Regions from separate parts of the Anas platyrhynchos genome. Here region 2 is linked to region 1. Evidence: chromatin contacts called from public Hi-C data. All regions are on one chromosome and are shown on one strand. The core of a region is the stretch at or near the end of the contact, and the rest is flanking DNA. Distances in the headings are between cores, read along the strand shown. Region 1 holds the start of PSEN1 (presenilin 1). Region 2 has its middle 15 kb from the start of DCAF4.

What was found. A called contact is a pair of places that touch in the nucleus more often than the background predicts.
Region 2: a contact with region 1 is called in a Hi-C map of subcutaneous adipose tissue, with 1.7 times the contacts expected there. The contact joins the enhancer-like site here to the promoter of PSEN1 in region 1. A contact is called at or near these places in 3 of 8 Hi-C or Micro-C datasets (liver, skeletal muscle and subcutaneous adipose tissue).

What each region holds. Positions count from the first base shown.
Region 1 is chr5:35,335,346-35,339,225 of IASCAAS_PekinDuck_T2T, reverse strand. PSEN1 (presenilin 1) reads left to right here and starts at 2,331. Exons shown (of 11, transcript XM_038179140.2): 1 at 2,331-2,490.
Region 2 is chr5:35,401,757-35,405,766 of IASCAAS_PekinDuck_T2T, reverse strand. No RefSeq gene overlaps it. Among named protein-coding and RNA genes, the nearest start is that of DCAF4, 15 kb to the left of the region's middle. Within about 2 kb of position 1,871, at least 3 of the 8 cell types and tissues checked have an H3K27ac peak or open chromatin away from gene starts, as enhancers often do.

The DNA of each region.
Region 1 (3,880 bases), core at 1,082-3,581:
TCAAAATATGTTCTGTTTTTAGTATACATAGAGAAGAGGTGAACTTCATGGGTGCTTTTTGTTCTAATGCATCATTCTCTGTCATAATTGGTATTTAAACAGACTAAAGACAACAGATGCTTTCTAATGCTACTGTGAGACAGGTTGCCTGATGTGCTTGTTGAGATTCTTCAGGGAAAGTTCAAGTCATGAAACTTCAGCTTATTTTCTTTTGCCCTCCATTAAAGCTGTATATTTATCTTCTACTACTATTTATGAACTGGACATAAGCATGTAACATTCCTAAGGAGACCAAAGGAAGAATCTCTGTGAGGAAGACATCTATGAAATTAAATGCCCTGTTGCAACATACTAAAAAAATTAACATTCCAGTTTAAATTTTAGAAGTTGAGGCTTTCATCTGTAATGGAAGGAAGAAGGAATGGTCACTACACTGTCTGGTTTTTGCAAGTACTTCAACAAGGTTTTCCTCTTTTCTAATGCAAGCTGTTGCTTTAAAAAAATCACATTTTGGTGTCAGCTATTACTCAAATTAGTGTTACTGCTCCGCATTGATAACAATATAGTGTCTGTGTGTGAGGTTGCAGGGTAGAATACAAATCTGCATACTGCTGAGAGGTTCTTGAACTAACTTCCCTTTAAGTGTTTTTTCTTTCAACACACAGGAACAGAATTATTTCAAGATTAAGTTGAAAAAAAAAAAAACAAAAACAAAAAAAAAAAACAGACTTGCCAATTCTAAATTACAACACTTTACTGCCTGAATGTGCAATTTAATATTGCTAGTATGTTAATGCACAGAAATAATACTGGTATAGTGAAAACAAACCATTAGCAAATTGTGTGTTCAGTGCAATATGCCACAATGATTCATTTTATGATAGAAACTAAGTATCTCAAAACTTAATGTACAGAGGGGGAAAATACCAGTTTCCACAACAGAACTAGATGTGCTAGTCATTGATCTGGACTTCATTGTTGTGGAGCTGGGCTTGGGAGTTATACCATAACTGAACTTGTCTCATAATCACGTTGTGCAACTGCCCTTCTGCATACTACATACTCTAAGCAATGGTATGTCACTGAAGTACTGTTTCCCTTGGCGTACACTGAAATGAAGTGAAGAAGCCTTGAACAAGAAACATTAATTACCAAGAATGATGTATTTTTACATTACTGTTGTTATTTTGGGACTTTTTTTGTTCTCAGAATACTTAACATGTTCATGTAGTCTTTTTACATTTCTAATTTAGGGCTTCCTGTCTTCTATCTGAACAGGAGCCTCTGCACTAAAAAGCATCTAGCTACACCATTGTGGCTCTAAATGTGGGCAGGGGGAAGGCCCTAAACTGTAAGTTTAGTTTCTCATTTAATTTGTATTTCTCACTACTCTAGAGCTTTCCTATTACTAAGAGAGAGAACACTTGGACTTTTTTTTTTTTTATGCTTTTATTAACGGAGTTGCTAGATAGCTGCTTGCAGGAGGATAGCTTGCTTGTAGGTGGATACACTTAAAACTAGAAGCTCTTGCCTTATACTAGGGTCACACTTTCCAATATTCTATACGTTTTCCTATGCAGGAGCATAGGATGTCATACCTGCAAACTTACAAATTAGTACATAGTCCTGTAGCATAACCAATGTAAGGTATTGGTAATAAGCATTTTATCTTAGGTCTAAATGATATTAATAACAAACAGAGACTTGTGTGGTGCAGTTGAATGCCCATGGTATTTTTCTTGAAGTCAGAAGTTCTATTGCACAATTCCAACATGCCACCTCACTTTCCCATAGATCGTCCCAGAATGTGGTTGAATAATAAGAAATAGAGCTGTTTTAAACATGCACAATTCACCTGGGTCTCTCGATGGACGTTATGCTTTCACAGTTGGAGTGATTGCAACGATCATAGCGTTTCCTATATGTGTTAGTTGCTCAGTGAGGTTATGTGCAGCTAAAAAGGAAGCATCGATTTCTTGTCAAGTACCAGGGACAGCAAGGTAAGTTTCAAGGTTGAAGTGTCTATTTCTTCTGTGAGTCATAGTATTACTGGCACCTTTGCGAAAAGGTTCCATGTAGCTGAAACAAACCAGCGTTTGTATTTTGAGGTACGAAATACAATTTTTTTTCATAATCTTTTTATTGTGGGAGCACATTGAACTAGAATCACTAGTTCATGCCTTGACGGGGTGCTGGGGGGGGGGGGGTGCACCCTTGAACCCCCTGTTTGCTGAGCTGTCGCCTCCTCACGGAGGTAAAGGAGCCCCCGCGGCGGGCTCGGCCCGCGCTCCCCTCAGCGCCCGGTCGCGGCGCGAGGCCGCCCCTCAGGCGGCGGCTCCCCCGCTGCGGGCGGGCCGCGGCGCTGCGGCCCCGGGGCGGCGGACGTGAGGTGGCGGCGAAAGGCGGCGCCTGGGCCGGAAGCGAGCGGGGCCGGGCTGCGGGGCGGCGAGGAGCCGGTGGCGGGGCCCGCGGGAGAGCGGCGCCCTCCAGGTGCGGCGGGGCCGGGGCCGGGGCCGGAGCAGGGACGCGAGGGGAGCGGGGCGGCTGCCGGGGGGTCGCGCACGGCGGGGCCGTGGAGCTGGGGCCGGCCCGGGAGGCCCCTCACGGCCGCCTGTTGCGTGCCGGGAGGCGAGGAGGGGGGCGGCGGCCCCCGGGCGGTTGGCGGCGGTGCTGCCCCTGCCTCTGCCCCGGCCCCGGCGTGAGGGGACGGAGGCGGCCGGGGGCGACGAGCACGGGGAAGCCGCAGCGCTGGGAAGGGGAGGGGAAGCGAGAGGGAACTTCTTCAGGCAGGCTGGTTTTAAATCACGGCTTCGTTGGAAAATTAGATGTTTTTGAGAGTCGCTTCTGAGGTAAAGGTGGTTAAAAACTCGATCTGCTCCTGCCCACGCGCGGCTTGCTTGTAGGGCTTGTTCGTTCGTAGGTAAATTTCAAACTTGGGGGCGTTCATTCCTTTAAAAAAAAAAAAAAAAAGGTCTTTGAAGATGTCCTGAATACAATTTCTGAGTTCTTGAGTTTTAAAAAGGGATCATTTTAGCACGCTATAATTTTTGTCACCTCTAAGACACGGCTACTGAAGCTGTGGTGCCCCTCTCCTGTCAGTTACCTCAGGCGCCCTTCACTTTCTCTCAGCCCCTCAGTGCCTGGTTTCGTTGGATGGCTTTGTGGTGGTTTTCTTTACCGGCCTTTAAGCAGGATCCTGTGGTGGCATTTCTTCTTGTTGTTTTCTTTTTCGATTTTTTTCCCCCCAGTTTATTTAGGATTTTGATATGATGCTATGTGGAGGTCTCGTTTTGCTAATCCACATTTGGATAAAAAAATACTTGAACTTTTTTTCTCTGTAGCTGCCCTGTCACTGAGGGTTTTCACTGATGGCAGCCTTAAAGCAGCACTGTGTATGTTCTGTAGTCCAACTAAAGAATCAGAGCAAAAACTTTAAAATAAGAGCAATGTAATACCTTTTTATTTTCTTCTAGCCTTACATTTCATTAGATTTTAAACTAGACACTCTGTTTTTAATTAGAAGCACAGAAGAGAGCCATTCTCCTAGCGAATGCTATGTTGCCTTTCCAGACGGGTAGGATGCTCCCACTAGACCTGTTAAATTGGTGTTGCCTCCTAATGGCCCTTGAGCGTAAGCTGCATCCCTGCAGAAGTCAGTAAGCACTGCAAGCTAATCTTGTAAGAGATTTACTTACTTGTCAGTGAAGAAGCAGCTTCTGTGAATTTGTATGTATGAAACTGAGCTTAACTCCCATTTGAAGTAAGATGCTGTCTCGTGGCTTTCTGCTGCCAAAAGTGAGAGGCCTTGCCTTGTGCAGTGTCTGCATGTCCTCCATTAATACGATTTTTTAGATCCTTCCATTAACTGGTTGAACGCACT
Region 2 (4,010 bases), core at 622-3,121, 67 kb before region 1:
GTCCTGCAAGGCTCCACCCTCACGTTTCCTGTCTTTTCACAACTTTCATGCCTAAGCAATACACTGTTTAAACTGCCTCTTCTCCTCAGCAGCTCCTTTTGTTCATCACACTTAATTTTTGTGCTGTTATCTCCTTGCCTTTTTTTTTTTAACCTATTAATCAATACAAAAGACAAAATTATAGCAGGAAAACTCTCCTTGTGGGAACACTTGTGGGAACAGTGTAACATCTTTTCATATAGAATGTATTCATCTTATGATAATTGTTGCAAGGGGAGTTAAGATACATCCCAGCAAACACCCAACACAGTTTCTTCCCTGAGTATACATTCAACCAAATCTTTCCTGTATCCCATCAACAGCCAACTCCCCTTTCCTCAGACGGGAATTGAGCTGTGAATTCCTTGCAGTTATAGCTCCTCTGATGCATCTGGCTTTAGCATTTCTCTGCAGAGCCTATTTTAACCCTCTCACAAGGCAGAGCAGAAGCTGCTCACAGCATACTCTGTGCTGCCACTTCTTTCTACAGAACTTGTTTATAAGGCTGAGGGGCCTCTGTTCCCAGTGGAGGGCTTGCAGTCTGACACTTACAGGCTCTTCTCATTTGCTTTACTACCCCTTGGACAATCAAGGGACCAGCTTGGTTAGCATAGTCACCAATTCCTGGCGTGCCTTTCTCTTTAATTTGGGAAAATACCCTGTGATTTATGGTCATTTAGGCCATATTACGTCACACGCACAGTGCTTAGTACCTACAGCACCAGTTGCAGAAGAGTTTGCATTGGCTTACTTAATGCATGCTACAACTAGCATCTGGTCACAAAACAGAAACCTAACCAACCCCCATCCCACCACAAACCCCAGATGTTACATCAGATAATCAACTCAGAGCTGGACAGGAACATACTTTATATCGATATTCTCACTAGCAAACATATGTGATTCAAATGCTTACAGGTAGCAAAACACATCATAAAGTCCCTTTATTAAGAATTAATTCCAGAACGTCAAGTTAGCATTTAACCTCTCTGATACTCTTAACCCCAGTAGTGCATGTTCTGTGAGAACAAGACCCTGCAATAATTGTGCCCAGTTCCTGTGGGAAACACAAACTAAGAATTGTGGTAGAAAGGCATCTTACGTAACTAAAGACAGTTTATTTTCTTTGCTCCTTTTTAGCCAAAGCTCACAAAACAAAAGGATACTCATTTGCTTTCTGTTGTTTTCAGGAGCCAAACACACACGTCCTTGCAAACCCATTTACCCAACTAATGCTTTTGCAGCCAATGCTTCTAATTAAGCCTGTAAGAGCAGTATGAAAGGAGAGGGGGAGCAGGGTAAAAAAGGTAATTTGGCTTCAGTGACAACCAGCAAGCAGTACGCAGGCAGTAGCTGACGTATTAAATCAACCATTTCTTTATGCAGCAGTAGCTAGGACCACAAGGTAGCTTAAAAAACAAACAAACAAAAAGGAACTGCACGCTCCCTTCCCTTGCTCCAGTATCAAAATACCCTATTTCTTTGCCTCTGCTTCTCAGCAAGCACTGAACCTAGTAGAAAACTTTCGAAAGGCCAAATCTGCACTCCAAGCTAGGCTGCAGCATCCTTCACCCAGCAGGCACAATTTGGTCCTTTTTGCCCACTGGAGCAAGGCTCAGAGTGGACAGCCAGGCTCTCCTTACTGACAGGCTACAGAGGAAAAATTTCAGGGCTGTGGAAGAACACTGAGCACCTTTGTGCTTTCCCTATTAATGCCACTGGAGACGTGCTGCACCTTTTCTCTAGAAAGCTTGCCCAAAACAACTACTGAAGAATGCTCATGTCCTGGACTAGTTATTATTTCTTCATACACGCCAGTTATTTGGGTTTACCCAAACACTGGGTTGTTTACCGTACATGCAGATCAAGAGCTCAGCAACAGGCACAATGAGGTTCCTACAGCCTAGGAAATCAAGGTCATCCTGAGCTCGTAACCTCCCTCAAGCCAAAGTACAGATCATTATTGACTCTTTCCCACAGTCGAGCAAACCTTTTACTTTCCATCTGTTGTGTACAGCCCTTTACTGCTGTCCCTCTCTGTTGGGAAGGAGGCTATTATGTTACTCCTCTCCAGTTAAAGCAGGATGGGACCCATCTGCTGCATGAAAGAGCAGCATTTTCCTTGCTCCCTGCCCCCAGGGAGACACAACAGTGGTTTTGCTCTAGTGGGAGTCCTCCAGGATGTAAGAGAAGAGAGAGGAACTGGACTGCCTTTCTGTGCTAAGAGCAGAAGCATGACATTGGAGAATCCCAAAAACAGCCTGCCACATCCTTCTTCCCTGCTCCATTGCAAGAAAAGCCCACAAGTATTTTAATAAGTGATAAAAACTTGCAAATTGCCAGTCCCTCTCATCACCATGGGTATTTCAGAAGCCGCAGTGTCTCAGCCTTCTAATTGTTCCTCCTGTCATTTCTTTGCACCCTTTAAAAAGGCTTCTCTAACATGGGACCTTGTAGGTCACACACGGTGCTTAGATGTTAACAGGTGGAAACTTAACCTTGTATAGGTCTAAGTGGGAGGGGATTCACTTTTGTCCTCCTGCTACCCCTGATTTACTGCAATGCATGGCTTCATGGCCATTCCTCCTTTACCAGCCCGATGAATACTGAACTTTAAGACGCTAAAAAAGCGAATCATCAGCCACAACTCCACTCGGATATTTTTACATTTTGAGTTCAATTGTGACCTATTCTAACAAAACCAGGAAAAAAAGTATTTTGTTGCAAGGAAGTGGGATTTTAAGATGGAATGTGTACATAGTCTCCAGCTGTCCCCTTACAGCAGCTGCTTTCAGAAAAGATGTAATTTGGCAGTGAACAGTTCAGACTGGGTCCCCAAATCCTGAGCTGTTGGTGACTGCCTGCATGTGCTGCCTTACACAAGTATCTCCATGAGCTGGAATAAGCAGTCAGTACCAACCCAAAGAACTTTCTAGGCAGGGATTTCTGGGGAGAGCAGCTGGAGGTTGAAAGATAGTTGTCCAGAGAGTTTAAAACATCTTAAAAACTGGCTTCACTTTTCAAAAATGGAAGCAAAGGCACAAAGCAGATAAATCATTTTAGGTAAGGCCTGAAAATATCATCAAAATCACCTGCCTTTTCTTGTTCAAACAACTGCTTTCCTACCTGAAGCTCTATTAATACCACTGTAGCTGTGAAGCGTTCTGATGCTGTCTTGACAAGTCATCTGTACCTTATCATACCTACACCGCTGCTTCCCCCCAGTTCTGCTGTAAAAGTGCCTTTTAAGCAGAAGCAGAAAGATTTAGCCTGCATGTCAAAATGTTAGAAATCAACTCTGAACGTTCTTGTATTAGAAATTCTCTAGTACTGCAGTTGAGACACTCGCTACGTGAGGATTTGCATATACATACACGTGTGCATATGTATGTCCATATCCACACCCTTTATCTGTATTGCTTTGTGTCAACTCAAATTATACACAACATAAGTGAAGTTAAAAAGCTGCATGCATTTTAATTTTGCCTTTAAATAACAGACTAGTTGTCATTCTGCTACCACAGTGGCTTTCTTATTGTCATACCACACTGATCATTTTGAAAGCCCTCGTAGTAAATTTTATTTGTTTTGGCATTGTCATGATTTCATGGTTGCCGTGCCAGCGCTATGAACAAAAATGTTCTATGACACACTACTATGTGCTGTTCCCACAGAATATACATGTTGACATTGCTTTACCAAGAAAAAGTGCTCAGCTGAAGCAGCAGGGAACAAAAAACAGACAGCTCTATCGCTTGTCCAAATCACTCTCTGTTCTCAAATTACTGGCAAAGACGTATCTGTTAGTGCCAACTTCTATTACAGCCATCAGTGGCAAATTAAATGCAAGGACAAAGCCACAATATGTGGCGCTAGAGAGACTGAAAACAGCAGTCAACAACGGAACATGAAAACAAGAGGCTGCAAAATCTAAGTGAGACACTAGTACTGAAATCTGGTTATGGCTGGCT